Regions from separate parts of the Siniperca chuatsi genome. Here region 2 is linked to region 1. The links are chromatin contacts, called in public Hi-C maps. All regions are on one chromosome and are shown on one strand. The core of a region is the stretch at or near the end of the contact, and the rest is flanking DNA. Distances in the headings are between cores, read along the strand shown.

Region 1 (6,464 bases), core at 2,321-4,820:
TGAACCACAAAGGTTTTGGAATTGTTTATTGACTCTGATTGCACTGTTTTTTTTTTTTTTAACATCACTTGGTAGAATGACAACATAGAAAAAATTACCCCTGATCGCAGTAATAATAAAGACAAAAGTTTGACATTACACTCTGTAATGGAGATGCCCTCATTTGATCTATCCACTTTCTGCCTCACTCAAGGCTGTGAGATGCCCTAAAATTTCCTCCCTATTGCTGGAAAAGCTGGAAAGCGACTTTTATATTAACCAGCCAAAGATTCTAGAGATGAAACCACAAAAAAAGAAATAACTTGAGTTTAGCCCCTATTATTGTTGAGAGAATCCTCCCACATCCACTAAGTGCTTTGGATGTAATGCAGAGGTGTCATTCATTCATTGTGAGCTGTCACTCACTTTGTTCATTACGCAGCATCCCACGATTCACAAATCCTGCCGTCCACAGGGGTTTTAATCATGTTTGTTAGAAGCATTGCTCAAAAGTATTGTGGTAATGCCGTTTTAATAGCAACTTGTTTTGAGTTCAAGACATTTTACTTAACAAATGCTGTTTGCCACTGACTTTTCTCATGCCGTTCTCATTGTGAGCAAAGGAAATTTCCAGTGGAAGCTGCTGCTGAAGATTGAAAGGTTGTAGTATGGAAAACTCTGAAACCTTGCTGTAGTTTCATAGCTGGCAGTAAGGTCTTTGGTCTCTCTGCTCATAGACTGAATAGATCAGCATGAGCATAAAACGTTCTTTAACACTCTCCAGCAATCCCTTTTTTTCTTGAAGAAACCGTCTGCTATGAATGATGTGTCATACTTGACATTTTTTGAGTTTCATTCTAGAATAAAATCCACCATTTGAAAAGGATCACACCTACTCCTTTTACAGTATGAAAGCTTCTTGTTTAAAAGTTAAGCATATTACGGGTTATTATTTAGATTATGAGTCATCATATCTTTGCTCACAAAAATGTTGTTTTTGTAGGACTTTAAAGGGCCTGTTTTAAATTTCAGACAACCTTTCAAAGCAATATACCTCTTTCTGAGCCACAGTTGGTTTTAGAACAAATATAGCTTGAACTCAGTGTTGTATATCCACTGTTTCTCTGAGCACAATCAATAATGCCCATGACTTATTTAGTTATTTTTATTGATCGTTCTTCTTGATCTTACTGGGGTTTTTCTTGATGTATGAGTAAACCAAACGTTTGTCTCTTTATTCAACAGCTACCCTGCAGTCTGTGACTTTCTACAACACAATAACTTATTATCTATCATCCGGGCCCATGAAGCGCAGGATGCTGGGTGAGTGTTGTGGCATTTCGTCTTCTCTCATCACACTGTCACGCAGCAGAGTGATTCAGACCAGGGTATTAAATGAAAAGCTTCCCCGGTGCTCTGGGGCTTTGCCCGAGCCTGTCTGGAGAGCAGGTTCGGTGCAGTCTGAACTTTGAGAGAAGTCGTGTTAATCAAAGAAATGAAAATGTATCTAGCGTGAGGAGTTAGTTGGCCAGATGTGATATGACAAGTATGATTCATGCAGATCTTGCAAGAACTAGGGTTTTAAAAATGTTTGAGTTTGTGAAATTGTGTCACTATATGTTGTTTACTTCACATTCAGACACATACAGTGCTTTACAACTACCCCACTTGTCTATTATTCATCAGGAACTAACAGTGCACCTTGGATTTGTAACAAAGCCACTGGAAAGCCTCTTTGAAAAGTTTGGTTTTTAAAACGGGCAGGTGGGTGGATGTGTTAAGCTGATCTCCCTCTAAGCGAGGTTAAGGCGGTGGGATGCATAGCACACAGTTGTTTAGCATTGCACTCCCACGGCGTGGTCACATGGGACACCTAGCCATGTCTCAGATGAGGTTGCTGCCCCAAGCCACCTTAGACCGCACGTAATAATGTTATTGAGTTTCATCTATGTTTTCTTTGCAATTGGTACCTTTTTTTTTTAAATCTCTGTAAATAGTTGCTGCAAGGTGTGCTGCAGCAAATAAATCATCTGAGTTAGTACTTTGTTTACGCTCTATTCCATTCCAAGTATCCAAACCACCAAACACAACACAGACGTTCGCTGGGCGATCAGAGTAGTTGTTTGAATGCTGAGTTTGTTCAGTGTGATGACTACTTAAGGGCATGTTTCACCTGTAACACAGGGATTTACTCTCCTGAGGCTATGCAGCATTGCCCCCCTTGCTGATGCATCAGCTTACAAGACAAACACACAGCCATAGTGAAAACAAGAGGTCATAAAAACTGTCGCTGCTAATCATATCCCGAGGGTGGTTCACCAATGATTAATCCATGAATGTTATGTTGTAATGTTCTAATGCTTACATCTTCTTTGAACGTTTTACCAGATATCGCATGTACAGAAAGAGTCAGACCACTGGCTTCCCATCCCTTATCACCATCTTCTCAGCACCCAACTACCTAGATGTCTACAACAACAAAGGTAAGGAGAAGGAATATATCATTATCAATCTTCAGTGGCTTAAAACATGAATATCAGTGTCATATTCATGAGTTGCCACAGGGCGACATCACATTTACAGACAGGTGGTTCTGGGTTGGAGAATTGCTGTTGCTCTCAGATTTGTGCAAGATTTAATGACAGCATTGGGACATTCCCAAATGCTTTTCTCATGTCATTTTGAAGCTCATATATAATTAATAACATTTTGAATGGCTTCATTCCATTTAAGAGTTGCAATGGACAAGTAGCATACAGTTGGGTTGCGGGGAGTTTGTATTTGGGGAATTGTTAACTAGGATTTTATATTTGGGGGATTATGAGAGTTTTAGGACTCTGGAAACCGGCAAACTAAAAAAATAAGCTGAAAGTGACTGAAAACTGCACAGAGCTGCAGACTGGAGTGTTGATTCTGAGTGAGACTGGTAGAACTAGCAACCTGTTTAAATTACAGGAGACCTTTTTTTAGTGTCATTATCAAAAATATTGCTTAACGGAGCTTTAAATGGCCCTTAAAATCTTGTCTTTTATTTGAGGATACACAGCATTCTAGCATTTGGCTAAAACACCACGCCACAGGACAACAGTTGAAAATTTACAGGGATGGTGATAAATGTGCATTGCCCCTATAAAAATAAATAAATACATTCTTTTATTGCTATCCTGTACAGTAATAAACAGTTAATAATAATGCTATTTATTTCCACTTTGAGGATATATATATTAATCTGATATGGAATTAAAAAGGTCTTCAGGAGTCTTAAATTTCACCAGAGAACCATTCTACCCCTTATCAATAGTACACAAATTTTTGTTGAAGTATTGTACTTGTTCAATTACAAAAATCTCTGACATTGATTTTGGTCAGGTCAAATCAGGGACGAAGCTGGTGTGAAGCGAAATGGCTCGGTGCCGTTTCTCTTGGCACCCAGTGGCGCCCTATGCGGTGCTACGGTGCCCACGCAGCAAGATAGGCTTGCCTTTGTGCTGTGAGTCAGCACTTTTCCCCGGAGAACAGACAGTATCTGCCTTGGCTGTGGGGTCATGTTTGGAATGGGGGCGGCAGTGGGCAAACCACAGGAAATGGAAATGGGAAGGAAAGAGCGATGGTGCTGGTGCATGCTATTTTGTAATTCCTCTCCTACTGCAGTGCTGCTGGTGTGAGTATATTACACAAGGGAGCGAGGGCTGTCCTTTTTTTGTTTTCTTTTGGCCCATTTGCAGGTGTTTCTTTGATCTGAGATAAGGTTGCATTTGTTTACTCTTTTCCCCATGAGCTGCATCCATGCTTCCTGCACAATAAGGATAGTCAAGAAACAGCGGGCAGTTTGCCTGTCTGGCTCGTTGTTTATTATTAGGACCCCATTTGTTCCATGCCAACTAATCTTCCAAGGGCTCACAGTCAGCACAACACAATATAAACAAACAAACAAACAAAGTGATGTTAGGCACATGTCGTTTTTAGTTTTGGCAACCAATTGCCTGGCAAATCATTTGCACCTCTCGAGCTCAATATGGAACAGTCAAAGAATATAAATGATTTGGTCTGCACCCTGGTCTTAGCTGCAACTGGCTGACCTTCAGTTGATAAAATGCCTCCCAGAGCAAGAGTGGTTATCAGAAAGAAAAAGATTACTCAGTGTTTATTTTTCAAACTGACTTCATTTAGGCACACAGATACATCTTACCTAGAAGGACTACACGTTCTTTATTTCTCATCATTCACTGTCTGCTTGAAAATGAGGCAGTCTTTTTTTTTTTTTTTTTTTTTTTGGCTAAATCTGTTGTAAGATAGATCTTTGGCTTAAAATCCAAATATAATAGCAGAGAAAGAGAGCAATTCCCAATCAAATAAACATCCGTCAAGCTAAAGGTCTGTCCAGAGATTTTATGTTAAAGCTCTTAAAACTTCACAGGTTGTGGTTATGTAATTACATGGTTCCCAATTTACTTTATCAATCATTTACTTGACTCTGCTTGATACACCCCGCTCCCAACCACACACACACACACACACACACACAGTTACACAATTCCATGGAACAGGCACAGCCAACCAATACAGTCCTATCAGTCCTGTTGATGCTCTTCTAATCAGTCATGTGGGTGGGGTTCACTGGTAGAACCAAAGCCTCTGTAATGAATTGGTCTGCTGTTAGCTTCTTGCCGGAGCTCGGAGCCCACTGAGTATGTCCGGTGATTGATGGCCAATCGAGTGGGAACATAAATCTTAAAGGGGAGGGAGGAGGCATCAGCAAGTCCCATCAATATTGTGCTGGGAGTGGGCCAGATTAACCAATAAGACCTCATCGGGGGTTGCACCTCAAACAGGCAAGGGAGAACTCCTCCACCAGAAGTTAATTTAACTTGCAGCTGAGTCAGGTTAATCAACACATAAATGTTGCTCAGGATGCGATTCTATAAAGAAATCGGGCTTCAAGATGTCACCTATCCCTCCTTTTTCTTTCAAGTCAGACTGTTGGCTCTGCAGTAAGTGTCAGGCGCTGGCCAGCTGTCCATCACAGCTCCGACCCCTGTACCCCTGAGCTGGCAGGGGAGCTGTGTTAAATGAAAACACAGCAGCAGTGATTTAGCAGTTTTCACTGTTAGAGCTTTCACTGTTTGAGTCGGGAAGTGACTGCAGTGGAGAGCAGAGAGATCGAGAGGAGGGTGGTGTAGTTGGCAGTTATACACTTTGGAGATTGCTTGCGGTTTTGTATCGGAATGTATGGAATGTTTTCTGCTGCATCATTATTGACTGGTCCCGAAAGCCAGCAACTGAATCCTAATGGTAATGGTGCTTGGGTGGAGTAAAAGCTCAATAACAGCGATGCTGCCACACCTCTCACACCTGTTGAACATTATATAACCAAATTAATGTTGTTCCTCTTGTGTTCCTCTTATTGTTTGATGATGAGGTGGAAACAGGAATGGACTGATGGAGCGGAAACTACGGCCATGTGCTGATTGGTAGGTAGTAGAGATGGGTCATTTGAAGAAAAAAGAAATTGAGTGGCATGATTGGCTCCTGGCCCTGCCACTGGAATAAATAGCAGGATGGAAGCTAGGGCAGTGATGACACCAGCGCAGCAGGGAATTAATTTTTCCCCCTCGTCACGAGTGCCAGCAAGAAGAGTATCCCTGGCTGCAGATGCCCACCCATCTGTTATCACTCTGGTCATTACTGGGCTTCCCTTCAGTTTTCTGTAAACATGGTTCAGTTACAAAACTTTTCATCCCGCATCAAACAATAAAAATGAATAACGTAATGTTATGCAGGACAGGCTCTTCTTGTTCCATACCAACTGGGATTTAAACCTCATAACATTATATTATGTGTTCGGTTATGGGTCATTGGTGAGAGAGTGCAATTGTAGGGTTGGGTATTGTTGAGATTTTATCAATTCTGATTCCAATTTTGCTTATTGATGAGAATCATGGTTCCCCTTCTCATCATATTTTTGAGAAAGGAAACTTACCAAAATACTTAATATTGAGCTATATCCATGACAAATGAGCAAGTTCTGTCCACCAAAGAATACCATGAGATGTGTTTGAAAAGAAATAGATTTCTATTTTCAAAACAAAATATTTTGAAATAAAAAGCTTCCTTCATCCACTGAACGAAGTACGTGAGATGCATTTCCTGGAGCTTTCAATTGCATGTAAGTGGACCTTGAGTTAAGAATTATTTTTTTTTTTCCCACACCAAATATTTGAAATGAAAAACCACCTCCATCCACTGAGGAAGACCGGGGGATGTGGTTGGAAGCTCCACAAAAAGATAGTAAGTGGACCTTGAGTTAAGATGTTTTTTTCAAACCATAATAATTTGAAATCGAAAGCAACCTTCTAGATATTTTGTTTCCACACCAAAATATTTGAAATCAAAAACCACCTTCATCCACTGAGGAAGACCATGAGATGTGGTTGGAAGCTCCAGAAAAATCTAGTAAGTATACCTTCAGTTAAGATCTTTTTACT
Region 2 (6,464 bases), core at 1,271-3,770, 50 kb before region 1:
TGTCTGGCTCATAGCTACAGTGCTGTTTGTCTGCAGGTCTCACTTCACAGTGACATGCAAAACAGCGCTGCTATTGTCAGGAGGAGCTCAGATAAGAGGGAGTTTCCTGCTACACCGAAGTGAACAAAAAAATTTGACTTTTTTTTTTTTAATTGAACATAAAGCTTGTTCTCTGCTCTGGTGACAAGAAACAAGCTTGAATGTGAGGTTTTGTTTTTCAAAAAACTTTACTAAAGCACTAGTTCAATGGCAGCAATTCCAAATATTTTAGTCGGTGGAATTACTTACTGTACTTCATAAGAGTTTAATGTGGTGGAAAATTCCCAAAACTGATTATGTGATTTGGACATCAAAAGTTTGTCATCCAAGTTTAGTTTTGCTGTCAACATGTTGTTGGTACTGGCACTACCAAACCTGGTACACAAAATGGGTAGTTATAAATGTGTAGTCATAAAATATGAAGTCATAAAAAGCAAATGTCTCTATAATATTTATTCTTTGAAGAGGGTGGCACAGGAAGATGAAAAAGATCACTGCGTGTATAATTATGACGCTTTTCAGTATGAAAAATGAACTTTGGGTGGAGAATTTTTGAGTGATTCCTTATTTTCTCATTATATAACGTCATATTTTTATGGAATAAAAACTACCAAAGCTACAGTGGAAGAAAAATGCATACAAAATAACAAATAATGACAAATCATAGTTTACTATTTTATGAGTAGGTCTAAATGTGAGCAAAAAGCAGCAAATAATAAACACAGAGGTCACTGTCAAGCAGACAACAGGTGATCAGTTGAATTAAGTCTGCAAGGCCATGGGTGCAAAGCAGAGCACTAGAACCTGAGGCGTGTTAACACTAATGATATGGTGTGAATGTCTCCACTACAGAAATAAAAAGGCTGTGGGATGTTCTGACCTACTACGCACACACACACAGTCCCTCATTGAGAGAAATATAAAACTCAGGGCTTCATTAACTGCCTCCACCTGCCAAACAACTGACTCATACCACACCAGTGTCTCACTAATAGCAGTTTGCCACCATTTATTTCCTTTGAGCAGCAGTGGGGTCACTGAAATGCACAACTGTTGAGAAAATGAGCAGGTGAAAGGTGAAGTCTCCTTCATGCAAATCGCCGCTGCTGTGTACCTCGTGACTCACCGATAACAGATCATTTTGTTCCCATGCATGCAGAGCCACACACTTTCACTCACTCACATGACTACTCTGATTTAACCACAAAGACAGAACATGAAATCCTCCTCTGGATCTGTAATGAGTTCAGCTGAGCAAAACCTCTATAAACCTCTACAGCAGACAATAAAGCTATCAAAGCATGCCACTACTCCATAGCTAGTGACATGGAGACAAATAAAATGTCAGGTAAACCATGACCTCAATGAAATATCCATAATGTTATCACCAGTGTAAACAAACATGGGATCATTAAAATCAAAGTGGTTTATCTTCATGGGAGCATGGATATTTTCTGCAAACATTATGGTCCATTAGACTGTGAAATATCTTGTGTGCAATGTATATTTTCTCCTGAGAGTGGCACTAGAAGAAAGGTATTGAAGAATCCAAAACAGAAAGATCACTGGGTCACTAAAACTATCAGGATTCATCCTCAGGAAACTATGAAAATTCAGTTTGTGATATCTTTCTGTTCTTATTGTCAGCACCTTGAATCTACCTCTGTGTATGAAACGTGCTTTATAAATAAAACTGCCTTACCTTGCCTATTGTTGTTGACTAAAAAATGGGCAGAAAAGAAAATTATACATTTGAGATTATTGGCCCTGATATATTGAAGCCCATTTTGGCCAGTAAAAGAAAAAAAAAGATGAAAAGTTAGTCATGAGGAAAATAATTATGCTCATGGTAAGTCAAATTTTAAAATTACTGTATTATAATTTGGACTTTTTATGTGATCATTTTTGCTCACTATCTCGTAATTTTTAATTTCATAATTTTTTTCTTAGAGTTTTATCTCATAATATTAGAATTACTACCTCGTAATTTTGACTGTTTATCTAATAAGCTTGACTTCAAGACTTTTCACTTCCTTGGTTTTTAGAACATCTCTTCAAAGAACTGCAGTTGAAAATGAGCCATGTACAGAAATGTCAGTCTTAAGAAATGAAATTAAGACTAACCATGAGAATTTGTATCTTTTGTTTTATTTTTAACTTTTCATCTTTCTGGTGGAAATAGGCTTCCATAGTGAGAAAGTATTTCCCGGATCCAAATATATTTTCAATCAAAGCCAAACATGTATGGATGGATCATTTTTTGTGCTAAACTGTGAACATATCTTGGGTAAAAAGTTTACTTTTTACTTTTGAACTGTTCATTCATGTATTTATTGTGCATACCCGGCGACAAATGTATTATAACTTTATTATAAGTTATTCATACCAGTCCAGATTGACACAGAAGCAGCCCTTCTAAAATACAAGTGAGTGTGCAGCCTGCCGCTCTCCACCAATAGGTGGAGTCGGTGGGAGCTGGGGGCGGGTCCTGTGGGTTAGCATGTTTGACTGCACACTGCGCTCAGACAACTTGACACAGAGTAACAGTAAATCAGACAGAGCAGCTCCTACAGCACCAGCAGTGAAATTGTAACCCTGTTGCAAGTATTTTTGGCCGCTGATAGGACCGAGTGAGATCACTGCGGTCTCTTTTCTCGGGTAGACTCAAGAGTTGTTCGGCAAGAGCAACGCAGGGGCCGTTTTCAGTCTCATTTCTGCTATATCTAAATATTATATCACACTGGAAATGTCCGAAAACAAGCCGAATGATGAACCGAAGTTATCTACGACGGACAGGGTGGTGAAATGTAAGTGTAATTTTTCATGCCACACTGGAACGAGACGCTACCGCAGCTCTCCCTCTGACCAGCAGAAAGCAGACTTGAAGAATTCACGGTCGTCGCAACAGCAGCAGCAAATTTAGTCGAAAATTGTTTGCTGGCTATGGAGGAAGAAGGGTGTTAGCCGAGCTGTGGCAGCAGCAGTAAACTAGGAAGTGAGGTTAACTCCAGTTTGTAGACCAGAGCAAGAATTTCTCTAGAAATGTGTCACATTTCGTGATATAGGCGCTTGTCTGCAAATGCACTGTTTTCATTAGCAACGAATACAGCCAGCAGTGTCACAGATGCATGATCTTTTGATTCATATACACAGTGCACAGTTTTACACTATGCATGCAGATATTGCACAACCATTGCATTCAACCCAAGGGCGATTTCCCCTCATTTTGCATGCATCACCAAGCATAGTTTTACCAAGGCTGCTTTTTATAACCATTGCATAATACTACTTGATGTCGCCTGTGTTTTGTAATCTCACATTTGGGGGTGTTCATCGTGTGCTTGTAGTGCTCATGCCATATGGGGAGGTTCTTCCTGCCTTCTGTGTTAACAGGTCTGACATTCCACCTTTGCAGTCTACCATAAGAATGCAGTAGATATCATAATCGAGTCAACCTACCCCTTGAACACGGAGTAGGAGCAATGTAGCCTGCCCGGTTTCATGTCAGTTGACATTTTAGGTTGACTTGAAGGCAGTAGGCTACTCCACTTAAGTTGCAGTATTAAAGCCTATTCCTGCTTTAAAATATGAGCACTTTATGTCACTCTAAGTGAAATTTCTCATGTTGGAAGACAAAGTCAAAGCCTTTCCTCAGAAGCAAGATGACAGAATGTGTTTATTTGTGCTGGCTGGTTTTGATCCAGCACTATTTGCAACCATTATCCTCTCCAGCTCCAGTACATCACAACAGGCATGTGCAGCGATCACAGTGTGCACAAGCACAGGAGGGGAATTGTTGAGTAATTTTATTCAGGCTTAGTTGCTAGGGTTCAACCGCTTGAAATGATTAGATCATCGGTGACCATTAAACGTTAAGAAAGGCAATGCTACAGTGTTCAAAAGGCCATGACTGGAATCACTGACTATACACTATATTAAAGGTAAGCCTGAGCTCTGGCTCGCTAAGCTCTATCACAAATATAGTTCCACTTCGTTGCTTTCTTAGGCTTAGCTCGTGCCATTTGAAACAGGGGGTGGGGAAAGTTTAACAAAACGATAACTGCAACTATTTTTATTCTGTTGCAAGTACAGAGCTAAACACTTGTGTTATGGCTACATTTTGCTTAGAAAAATTGGGCTGAGTGTTAAAAGAGAGTCACACCATGTCTTGGGTGCTTTTGTAATTAATATTTCAAGAGATCATCCCCCTACAGTCTCCACCAACTTGAAGGGCAATGAAAAATAGATATGACAAGTACGTTTCGATGAGATTTAACAGTATCAGTGGGAGATGTGGCAGGTCATGTTATATGGATCTGAAGCTACTTTTTTCCCTTCGTCACACTGAGGAGATGCCATCGTATTGCACGCCTCAATACTGTATTTTTTGTACATCCCTCGTCTACTTAGTGAAGGTCTGCAATGGTGTTAATCAGGTTAAAATGTATTGATTAGTCATTAGAGAGGCCGTCAGGGAATGAGAGCCCAGTTTCAACCTGATGTTGAGATCAGCAAAGTAATTTAACTCATTATTCATTCATCAAGTTTCAAGAAGTCAGTGTTTTGGTAATGCATCAGTATTATGACAACACAGACGCTGGCTGTGTACAAAGCACCTCTCCAAAATAACTGCAGGCTATAGGTGTGAAGTAATTTGTTTTCAGCTGCCTAGTTTGCCCTGCTACAAGGTGTCAGTCCAACTTATCATAAGTGCTTTGCACCTGTTTTCAAAATGCATTATCGTAATGCTCCTGAAAGCCACTGCCGCATAGTAATTACTCATAAGAGTTTAATCAGCTGAGGCAGGAGAAGTTGCATCATTTTCATCATGTTTTTATCTTTGACAGAAGTACACTGAAGTATATGAGCAATTTCCAGTATGTAACCATTACATTTAATGAACTCCATCACTTGTGTGCTAGTCAGTTGTGTGATATTGTTGTTGCATAGAATTCCTGCTCGTTGGTTGACTGTTGCTGCAGTTTTGCGTTCATTTTTAAAGGTTTACCTGGTTTAAGCAGCATTTGAATAAAGATTATGTCGTGACTTGAACAATAATCCAGTTTATTTTGTCAGATTTTTTTGCTGCAATTATAAGCCACGCAGCTGCAGCTAACCACTATTTTCATGATTGATAAACCTGTTGATTAATCTTTGGTCCTTAAAATGTCAGAAAAAAGCGTGTCAAAATTTTCCACAGCTCAAGTTTACATACTCAAATTGCTTGTTTTGTCTGACCAACTGTTCAAAACACTAACATATTTAGTTTAATATCATAGATTACGAAAACCAGCAAATATTCACATTAGAGAACCTGAAACTAGTGAATTTTCGGCACTTTCGCTTTAAAAAGTACTTAAACAATGAAATAGTTGCTGATTAATTTTCTGTTGCTCAACTAATCAATTTATCAGAAATTTGTTTCATCTCAATATAGCTATTATTATGCATCATTCATTGAACTTGTATCTTAAATCAACATACTAAGTATTTGCAGCTACTAGTCTTTTGAATATATAATTATTGCCAATAAATTATTCCTACGATTGAATGTGGAAACAAAGTCTTGCTCTACAGTTGTATACTGAATGATAGTTTGTACTAGAGCTAGCCTCAGTTAGATATAAAATAAATAAACAGTTAGTAATATGGTCGTCATGGTGCAATCATGACAACCATCACGCTCCAAAGCAGCTCAGTAATGGTGTTTTTCCGTCACCAGCTGAGAAGGCCTTCGAGCCTCCGATGTAGCGCTGGGTGTTTCTCTATGAGTGGGGATGGATAACATCTGACATTTGACTTTTGAGGAGAGAGGCCCCCATGCTCAGACATGCGTGGGTTGGAGAGATGGTGGTGGTGACAACGGCGCAATGCCAGCCACTGATCCCAGCTGGATAGCCGAGTCATTTATAGAACAGAACATTAAGTAATGCCACATACTTCATCCTTGCCTTACATGTGATCACCTACATTTCTGCTTCATGTTCATAATCTGGCATGTGTGCCATCATAGTGTTTCTTTCTCATCAGGTTCAAACACTGTGTAATACAGAGAGATAAAATTACTATTTGTCAGGAATTTTCCTCGCTGTGTTGTTGTTCGTATTAATATTTCCTCATTAGCATGCATAAACCTTGGCATTAGGTTTATTTGCATGGGAATAAGTTTACTATGGGAAATTTAAGTGATTTATAATAACTGCTGAGGCTGTTTATGATTTTAATCCTTTGCCAGTCTGCTGTGTCTGTAATTTGTAAAGTTTAAATTTCAGTAGAAATAGCCATATTTTGTTAGTAGTCCCTTGGTGTTAATTTCTTCTTCTGCTAGACAGTCAATTTTAATCAAGAGAGAATAATGATGTGCATTTGCTGCTCTGTGGGACGCAGACAAAGCACTCTAGATGACATCAAACTGTCTATGCATT

Evidence for each region. A called contact is a pair of places that touch in the nucleus more often than the background predicts.
Region 2: a contact with region 1 is called in a Hi-C map of liver, with 2.3 times the contacts expected there. The contact joins the promoter of LOC122869868 here to the enhancer-like site in region 1. A contact is called at or near these places in 2 of 3 Hi-C or Micro-C datasets (liver and an unstated tissue).

What each region holds. Positions count from the first base shown.
Region 1 is chrLG22:9,203,332-9,209,795 of ASM2008510v1, reverse strand. LOC122869868 (serine/threonine-protein phosphatase 2B catalytic subunit alpha isoform) reads left to right here. Exons shown (of 15, transcript XM_044183223.1): 7 at 1,225-1,302; 8 at 2,368-2,462. Among protein-coding and RNA genes, the nearest start is that of LOC122869869, 22 kb to the right of the region's middle. Within about 2 kb of position 3,570, the one cell type or tissue checked has an H3K27ac peak away from gene starts, as active enhancers do. A contact at or near this core is called in liver, where this site is marked.
Region 2 is chrLG22:9,252,325-9,258,788 of ASM2008510v1, reverse strand. LOC122869868 (serine/threonine-protein phosphatase 2B catalytic subunit alpha isoform) reads left to right here and starts at 2,520. Exons shown (of 15, transcript XM_044183223.1): 1 at 2,520-2,846. The coding sequence starts at 2,786. It overlaps LOC122869867 (B-cell scaffold protein with ankyrin repeats-like), which reads right to left and starts at 31. Exons shown (of 16, transcript XM_044183219.1): 1 at 1-31. The coding sequence starts at 12.